2 separate regions of the Mus musculus genome follow, and region 2 is linked to region 1. A link is a contact called in public promoter capture Hi-C data. All regions are on one chromosome and are shown on one strand. The core of a region is the stretch at or near the end of the contact, and the rest is flanking DNA. Distances in the headings are between cores, read along the strand shown. Region 1 holds the start of C1galt1 (core 1 synthase, glycoprotein-N-acetylgalactosamine 3-beta-galactosyltransferase, 1). Region 2 has its middle 28 kb from the start of Gm35674.

Evidence for each region. Promoter capture Hi-C pulls out the DNA fragments that hold promoters and counts their contacts.
Region 2: a promoter capture Hi-C map of liver shows a contact between it and region 1, with 2.3 times the contacts expected there. The contact joins the enhancer-like site here to the promoter of C1galt1 in region 1. A contact is called at or near these places in 6 of 39 promoter capture datasets (the HPC-7 cell line, HPC-7-derived erythroid cells, cranial neural crest and 2 more), 3 of 115 datasets of contacts at active chromatin or transcription factors (embryonic stem cells, large pre-B cells and pro-B cells) and 1 of 9 other capture datasets (embryonic stem cells).

The regions. Positions count from the first base shown.
Region 1 is chr6:7,842,215-7,847,032 of GRCm38.p6, reverse strand. It overlaps C1galt1 (core 1 synthase, glycoprotein-N-acetylgalactosamine 3-beta-galactosyltransferase, 1), which reads right to left and starts at 1,809. Exons shown (of 4, transcript NM_052993.3): 1 at 1,639-1,809.
Region 2 is chr6:8,862,806-8,867,417 of GRCm38.p6, reverse strand. No RefSeq gene overlaps it. Among named protein-coding and RNA genes, the nearest start is that of Gm35674, 28 kb to the left of the region's middle. Within about 2 kb of position 3,352, at least 7 of the 459 cell types and tissues checked have an H3K27ac peak or open chromatin away from gene starts, as enhancers often do. A contact at or near this core is called in liver, where this site is marked.

The DNA of each region.
Region 1 (4,818 bases), core at 560-3,059:
CAAATGGGACTCCCTGATTCATAAAGAACAGCTTCCTGTTTCACACCTAACAGGAAAAAAAAAAAAAAAAACAGTTGCAGCTGAGTGACTTACACCGCCCCACCCCCAACACCAGGTGGGGAGTGACATTTCAATTATATGCAAAAAATTAAGTACACTTTATCATTTGTTTCTTATTGGATTGAAAGATAAAAGGCCAACTTCACATTTTATGCAGCAAGTCTTGTTTTCTTTAAGCGAATAAAACCAAAGTATAATGACCAACGTATATATGAATCTCACCACTTGGCATGTTAATTTAAATTTTTAATTTTTAAAAAGACCTTAGTCCCACCAGATTTGGTAATTAAAAACATGTATCTTTCTTTTATTTCAAGCTAGTTGTTAAAATCTCAAAGTCCTTTTAAAATATCTGTACCGAAAAGCCAACTTTTGAATGTAATAGGTAAACAGGAGCATTAAGGTAACAATTTCAATTCACATTTGATTCATAAATAAATTGCAACAAAATTCCAACCACTACTTTCACCAAAGATTTGACTTTATATTATCATGAGTTTATAGTTAAGCTGAATAACACAATTTTCATTTCAGCAAAATCAACACACAAGCAATATACAGCACATACTTTTGAATACAATTAGCCAAACATTAACTCATTATATGTACTTTTAAACTGCTTGATATTAAAGTTATCCACAACTGTAGGCTGATTTTTTTTTTAAGAGCACAATGTAGGGAGAGGGAGTTTAAGTGGGAAATGACCACAAAGCATTTGTAAACTGCTGAGTCCTGAGTAAAAAGATAGAGGAAAACATAAATTTCAAGAAAATCTGAAACACTAAAGTTAGTTGTCCACTAATGCTGACTTTTCAGTGAGTCATACTTGCCTTCCTAAGTCAGTTTTACTGAACATATGGTGAAAAGAGTTAACTGTTTGGTAACTTCAAACCTTATATTCATTTAAACTGGACAAAAATATATACTACAGCTGGCAGAAATGCTATACAATGCTTAGAGCACACAATATCGTGTGCACAAGGCTCGTCTGACATTTATCTGATAAGGAACTGGAAAATTGTACCGTTTATAAATACCTTCTAAAAACTCAAGTTTCCACTTCCAAATCCAAACTTCCACCAGAATCAAACAACTTGTAGTGTGCACAGCATTTTTTTCTTGGCACCAGGCTGAGCTATCTGTGGTCTATCCTCAACTTCCTGCAAATTACCAAACTTCTGTCCCTTCCGCGTTGCCTACTCAGTCTGAAGCACTGAAGTTCTAACTTTGTAACTTTTTAACTCAGAATACATCTTTTGACAGTATGTACTAAAAGGAAATACCGTGAATACAAAGATCTAGATTGGAAAAAAAAAATTTTTTTTCCAGGAAGTAAGGGATCTTAGAATATTCTAAGTCCCACGCCACTAGTAAGAAGTGTGGACAGAGCTCAAAAGCATTAATCCCCGATCCTCACTCTTAAATTAGTTAATTTAGAAGAGTATCTATCTAAAGTCAAAGCACTTTGTTTAACTAGCCAACATCTAGGAAAGCCATCACACTTTGTTACCAAAGGAAAAAGAAAAAACAAAAAACATTTTTTTTTTAAATCCTGCGCGTAGCAAGCCCCCAACACACCTGGCTGGTTCACTCAGTCAACGAAGGGCAGGGAAAGTTCCAACCATAACCGACCAGCTCCAGACAAAGCTGACGGTCCAACGGCGGCGGGCACTCGGGACTGTTGCGGCCGGAAGGTGCCCGCACCTGAGTGCACACAGCTGGCGGGCGCCGGGCGCGCGGAGGCCCGGGGCGGGGCGGCGGGCAGGACCGCTCGGCGCTGGCCCGCCCCGGGCGCCTCGGGCCGGACACGCCGGGCCGCGGAGAGCGCGAGGGTGGCCGCTCGCCCGCCGCCCGAGACACCTGTTTGGCCGCGCCGGCGCGGACGGGGACGCGGACCCGGGCGGCGTTCCCGAACCCTCAGTCGCCCTGCCGCCGGCAGCCGAGCCCCTGGACCCGCAGCCCTCGGGCGCCTCCGCCCGCCGTCCCTGACATCAGCCCCGGCTCCCTCTCGCCCCTCCCGGAGGCGGGGAGGAGGACGACCCCCCACCCGCGACCTTCGCTGCCCTGGCCCGCCGCAGCACGGGCAGGGGCCGCTAGCCTGGGCCGCCCGCGGCCGCCCAGATCATCTCCCGGCGGCGGCGGCGGCGGCGGCGGCCGAGGCGGGCCCGGCGCGCGCTCCTGCCGCTCGCTCCCGCCGCTCGCTCCGCCCCTCCCGACCGCGCGGCCTGGACCACGGCCCGCCTACTGCGCAGCCGCCACCCAGGGGTCTCGGAGATGCTGACGTCCCGGCTGCAGCAGCTGCAGCAGCAGCAGCAGCCCCGGGGAAGGGCGGGGCCTGGGCAGAGTGGGCGGGGACACCGCGACCTGCGGATGCGGGGATTGGCCGCCGGGTGTTTGCCCCGCCCTCCTGCGGAGTGGGCTGGGAAGTCCCGGCTTCCCCGAGCTCAGGGTTTTTTTAGCCCCCTTCTGGTGAGGTTGAGTGTTCTAATTCTCTCAGGAAAGCAGAAAGCGAAATTAGCAGGGAGTACAAGTAAAGAACTGCCTTTTAAACTGTTGTCTGTGGAACAAACCTCAACGTCACGCTGACCTCTAACCCAATCTTAGCCCCCCCCCCCTTTTTTTTTGCCTCTTTTCCTTTCACAGCATTCCTCTATCCTTAATAACAAGAGATTTGGCATAATGAAGAGTGCTCTGTAACCAGATGTGTGCCTCAGAAGAACAGAGAACTCATATAGTGACAACGGACAGAAAGCCTCTTGGAGGAATGTGTGTAATGGCATTTTACTTCTGTTCTGCTATGGCAAATACTTAAGAGTTTTACAAACTCAGCGGGGAGTGGTGGTGCACGCCTAGCACTCGGGAGTTGGAGGCCAGCCTGGTCTAATAAGTGAGTTCCGGGACAGCCAGGGCTATACAGAGAAACCCTGTCTTGAAAAACCAAAAAAAAAAAAAAAAAAAAAAGAGAGAGAGAGAGAGTTTTACAAACTCGTCTGCTCTGCTTTGGCAAAGGTCCTGTGTACCAAGAAGCTATCTTTGTGGCAGCAACGGAAGTGGGTTGCCACCTGGTGAGGCAGCAGGGAGTGGAAGTAAGATCTAGAGACCTTAACCATCATCTGCAAGGCCAGGCCCCCGGATGGAAACACTGTGCCCTGCTTGATAAATGTTCAAACTATGCAGTTCTGAGCACACCACAGCATAGCTATTAAAAGTGAGGGTTTTGGAATAAGACATTTAAGCTTTATCTGAATCCACTTTCTGCCTCTACTATTATAGATGCTAAGTTGTAAAGAACAGGTATATTCTGGTTATGATTGTAGACAAGGAGCTGTGTGTGGTGATTTTTGTTTATTAAGTCGTGAACCAGCCAGATATCACGGCAGGAAACAGAAAGCATATTGGAGACCTAGCCGAACTCGATTTTATATCAGTCACTGAATAGCCCATTCATTCATTAATCCATTAGTCACAAGAAAGAATTGAGCCGTTCATCGTCGTTCATTCGGTAAGTAAGGGGAGAGTCCTAACAAAATCAACACTTTTACTTAGCCTCACCCTCTAACACATGATAATCGAGATCAGAGTCTGGGGAAGAAAAGCCACATTCCAACCATAGTAGGCTGGGATCTAGGTGATGAACCAATTCATTGTGTGTAGTTTTAGGAAGCTACTGAACGGCACCAATAAATCCCCCCCCCTCAAAAAAAATTCTTCCAAAGGAAGTTTAAAACTTGAAACAAAGCTAGGGATTTGAATTCAAAGGTCTCCTTTTCAGATGAGAAAATTGAGGAAAGAATGAGAAACTGATAGGACAGGCCAGAAAAGAAGAACAGGTGAGTGCCCTTTCTCTGGTCCATGGCCCTCCAACTTCTCTCCCAGACATCCTTAGCTCCATCCTTCTCTTTTTCTCAGCTCCTGCTCAGGCTTAACTCCACCACACACAGACAAAAAAAAAAAAATTGCCATGCATAAATGTAAAAGAAAACTGCCTGGAAGTCCAAGTGTTCTAAATATAAAACCAACCTCAGAATTCTATGAGTCCCGAACTCTATTAAGAGTTATAATGACTAAAGAATAACATCATTTTAACAAAGATAAGAAACACCCCCAAGGATAAGTTCTAAGTTTAGGCATAGTCATATTTAGCAAAATCACAGGCAAAAAGGAATGGAAATAGAAACAATATTGGTCAAATGACCACTCCCTTCCTTAGGTTTTTGGTGTTCTTTTTTTTAAAAGAGTCACTGTTTTATGAAAACAATACATGCATATGCAGATTCAAAGCATGTAAGCCAAACAAAAATGCAGATAAGTTGTACAGATATAGGATGAAATAATGTAATAATCAAAAAGTTCTGTCTTGTTTTCTTTTAAACATTTCTCTAAAACTAAAATAAAAAATATCTCACAAGAGTGCATACTAGTTCACAAATTATGTATTTGACACATATTCTTTTCTCATGAAAGGATATACCCCAAGTCCTTACTGATATAAACAATTCCTTGATGAACTTAGCTTTGATAACCATGTAGTTATCTCCTTGAAGGTAGAAATGACACTCATGTCAGCTAATTTTTCAGTACTATCAACTAGAAAAGATGATTGCTTTTGAAAATATACTTCATATTCGGGGCTCAAAGCTGACAAGGTTGTGCTATTTAAAACATAGATGAATCCCAGCTAGTATTGTTGTCTGTCTGGTATTTAATGTCTCAAAAAAGTATTTCAATTCATGTCAAAGCTCCTTGGAATAAGAAGAC
Region 2 (4,612 bases), core at 2,103-4,602, 1.0 Mb before region 1:
AATATTACTGTAGTGTGACATTGTTGCCAGGTGATGTGAAGAAACCTCTCTTCACTCCAGATGGGGAAGTGATGAGAGGACTTAAGTACGGGCACCAAGAAAGCCAAACGTGGTGAGTCAGTGAGGTTCACTTCCAGAGAAGCAGAGATAACGCAAGGACAGCTGCTTCACCAGAAACCTACTCCACTCTGGGTGACAGATCATGAAAGCTAGAGTCCTGGATGATACACTAAACAATTTATCACTTTATGGGTTGGAGACTATCTCTCTGGTAGCTCATCAGGATAGCTAGTTGTCTATGCTTAAGGTGCTTAGCTGCTCTCTGCTTCTTCCAAGCAACTTGGCTCACCTGAGGCTCTTCTTAAGCTCAGCTTGTTTGAGGGTGTCTTTCTCAGCAGCTTTTACAGCTTGTCTGTGCTTAGGGAGGCAGGCCCTAGTATATCTAGTCAGTTTTAGGACTTTCCAAGCTTAAAAAGCTTCCCTGCTGGATAGAATATCTCATCTACCCTGTTGTTTCACCTCCTTTCTAGTTTCCTGTGCCTTAACAAGCTTCCCTCCAAAATGGATGGTTTACTCAGATGAAATTGCTACACAACAGTTATTAAGTGAAAAGTTGCTTCAGATATATAGATTGCCAGTTATCATAAAATAAAGATTTTTATGTTGCATTTATTGAGTGTTATCTACCACAATGCATGCATTATTTATATAAATCACTGAAGAGCCTTGACAAGCTTTCAAGGTAGATAGTTCTATTACTTTCATTTGAAACCAAGAAATCTAACTTAAAAGGTTAATTATATTGCCCAAGAACATTTTCCTATTCATTTTTTCATCAGTCTACCAATATTTCTTTCCCAATAAAACATACACAAATTTCCATTTTGGAAAAAAAAATTACTTTGACAAAATGTGCCAGTCATTCTTCAAGGTCCTTTCTTATGACACAACTTGTAACAAAGACAAAAATGGCGATCTGTGTTACGTCTATTTTCTACCTACTATTATACTATTGCAATGAGTCTACTCACATTTAGTAACCTCTGAGAGATAAGATGTTCGTAATGTTTAAGAGTCCCTGAGCTGAACAGATCACTTGAGGTAATCTGCTAAGTGCATCATATACTTCTCTTGACCTCTGATAAGCTTCTGACATACTGACCGGGATCCTGATGGTTCTGGAAGAAACGGGAAAGATGGCTAAAGAGAGAAAGCACGTTAAGCTTCCAAGTTGAAGCTCAAGAATAAGATAAGGAGTTGTATAAACTGACATTGCTTCTCTCTCTCTCTCTCTCTCTCTCTCTCTCTCTCTCTCTCTCTCTCTCTCTCTCTCTCTCTCTCTCCAGATGCATGTACACATATAAGGACATGCATGTGAGGGCCAAAAGTCAACATTAGATATCTTCCTAGGTGGCTTACCAACTTACATTTTTGAGACAAGGTCACTCACTGAACTTGGATCTCACCAAGACTAGACCAGCAAGGCCCAGGCATCCTCCTGTTTCTATTCCTCCGTTCTGAGATTACAGCCCCGTGATCCTTTCCCAGCTTTTTTATGTGGATGCTGGGGATTGAATTCTGGCCTTCATGCTTGTATGATTAAACACTTTACCAACTGGATAGACTGGAACCCACTGTGCAGATCAGGGTGACCTTGAACTCATAGAGCTCTGTCACCTCTGCCTCATTTTTGTATTTCAATTTTTCACCTCTTTGAACATAAATAAGGAGTGTAAAAGTACAGAAATGTTGAGATTTTGTCTGTTGCTATGCATTGTAATGCTAAGTGCTGGTTCCCAAGTCCTGGTTGCCCCAGAGACATAGACCCAAGTGATGCTATGTGACCTTGCCCTCATGGTATTTCTGATTGGTGAATAGAGATGCCTACAGCTTATAGTTGGGAAGTATTGAAATAGGCAGGGCTTGGTGTTCCTGGCCTTGGGGTTGGAGAAGACCATGATGAGAGAGAGAAGAAAGTAGCGAGAGATGAGAATGACACCATGGGTTGGGATTCAAGAAAGCATGTCCATGAGAGCTGGCCCAGATGAAACATAATAAGTAGTAACTCTGGGTTAATGGTAGAAAAGTAGATTGTAATAGAGGGTATATATCTGCCCAGCTCTAGTGCTGATTAAGGCTTATTGTAAGTAATAAAAGTTATGTGTCCTTTATTCAGGAACTGAATGATCAAAGGTGGGGTAGAAGCCCAGATTGAGATTATATATTTTCTACAATACAGAAAGGCAACAGATCTATATGTAAAAGTATATGGATCCTTATATAAATCCTGATGAAGCTTGCAGGATCATTTAGCAAGTTGTCAAATGACCAGAAACCCATCTGAGACCTACAGACCAAGAATCTCTTGGGTAATAGGCCACTGAACAAGGAAGGCAGATTACTTAGAAAATTTTTGATTCTGACGATTTCACATATCCTTCCTTAGCTCCAATCCAATAGTCCTATCTGATAGCTATTGAATAATGGAGTTTAAATTATCTTAGACTCTTATCATAGCTTCAGTGGCCATCTTTCAATGTAGTTCTTCCTCATTCCATTCCTATTATAATTTCTAGTGAAAGAAAAATATCAAAAAGTCATTCAAATTCGTAGACTAAAGATATATCTATACTGACAAAGTAAAGTATTGGATAAAATTCATTACCTTGATAAAGTAATGAGCAGGAACAGTCACTGTGAATAATCGAGCCAAAGGAACTTTTTCTCTCAGTGGTTGCTTACTTTGGGGCTGATTTATCCATGTAATTGCCAACGCTTTTCATTTTATTTTGCCCATGTCAACACAAGGAAGTTTCTGCACTTGATTTTGAAAGCTTCACTATTTCATGTCACGTTAGCAAGTGAGACACACATATCCAAATTCTGGATGGGGTTCTTGTGACAAATGACTTCTACGGTTTGCACGTGTCTCTTCAATGACAGCTGTTGGGAAGAAACGTCACTTCCCAGCTGCATAACTTGACCCTTCTCTCCCTTGTGAATTAGGAGGAATTGAATGTTTAGCTTTAAAGTGGCACTTCACACTCCTCTCATTGAGTAACGTAATCATGCCCAGACAAAAAGGAAAAAGAAAAAAAAATCCATCATTGGCAACTGATGGGGAAAACAGTCCTCTCAATGCAAAGATAATAAGCAGAATGTTCCCCCGGTCTTGTTTCTTAATTCTCCTTATTGTATTTTATTAAATGACGCAGTTTGAAATTAAGGCTCTGGCAACCTTTGTGCCTGCATCTAAGAGCCAAACAGAAACACAGTTAAAAGTGCAGTATAAGCCCCTTCCAAAGGCCATCTGCTTTCTTTCTGTTATGAAACGCTAAAGACAATATTTATACCACAAATATAAGCCTGGATTCTGAAGTTGCTTGGAAGCAGGATTAGTGGAGCATTAGAAAACCTGGTTAGGCTTTGTTAATTAATAACTAATCCAGAGCTGGTCATTGTACTCATTCAATTTTTCAAACTTTTGTTCCTCTGTTCTCTTGAAAAACAGTATTCAAGGTTCTCTGTGTACCAGAAATAGTAGGAATGTATTCCTATTTCCACATAATCAAAGAAGAAAATGATTCTAGCATCTCTATCTTGCCAGTCTAGTTAGGTTGCTGGAAGTACTACCATCAAGTCTATAACAAATTTAAATGTCTGTGCTTTGTGTCTACCAATAAACAACCAGAGAAAAGTGAATACTCATTCCGTATCCTATGCAAAAAAAAAAAAAAAAAAAAAAAAAAAATCTAAATATGATTGTGACTTAGGGGAGAATGTGTTTATCTACTATCAATTTTATTGTTAATTTTCACCTGATAAAACATTTTTCTATTATTTTTACCCTTTCAGAATTGGGAAACTAATGATCGTAGCGTTTCTAAAATGTCATTGTGGGTGTTGGAGAAATGCCTCAATGATTAAGAACATTGACTGCCCCTCAAGAGGAACAATTCCCAGAACACACAAAAACTTCAGTAACTCCAGTTCCAGGGGATCCAGATGCCCTCTTTGGCCTCCAGGGCTACTACATGTATATACATGCACAGATAACATGCAGGCAAAACACCCACACACATAAAATTAAAAATAAAGATCAAAATAAATTTAAAATTACTAAGCACCCAATGTCTTCTTAAACTTCTGTTCTGTTTTCCCCATTCTGATCTAACAATCCCATATACCCATGATCCACAGTGAAATGAGACAGAATCATGGAGATTAATTTTATATAAACAAAGGAAACTGCATTAAGGCTAGCAAGTGTGTTGGAATGGGGATATTTGTTTACACAGAGATTCCAGCCACTCCTAACAAATTCATAACTTATATCAAGAAAAAAATAGTCAGGTGGTGCTAACACATGCCTTTACTTCCAGCACTGGGAGCAGAGGCAGGTGGATCTCTGAGTTTGAGACCAGCCTGGTCTATAGAGTGAGTTCCAGGACAGCAAGAACTACAGAGAGAGAGAGAGAGAGAGAGAGAGAGAGAGATTTAAAAAGCCTAAAATATATAGTGATAACTTAGCAATTAAATAAAAAATAGAAAGAAATCCAATGTTAGAGGCTAGAAAAAAAGGACAGTGTCTTTTAATGATATTTGGAGAAAA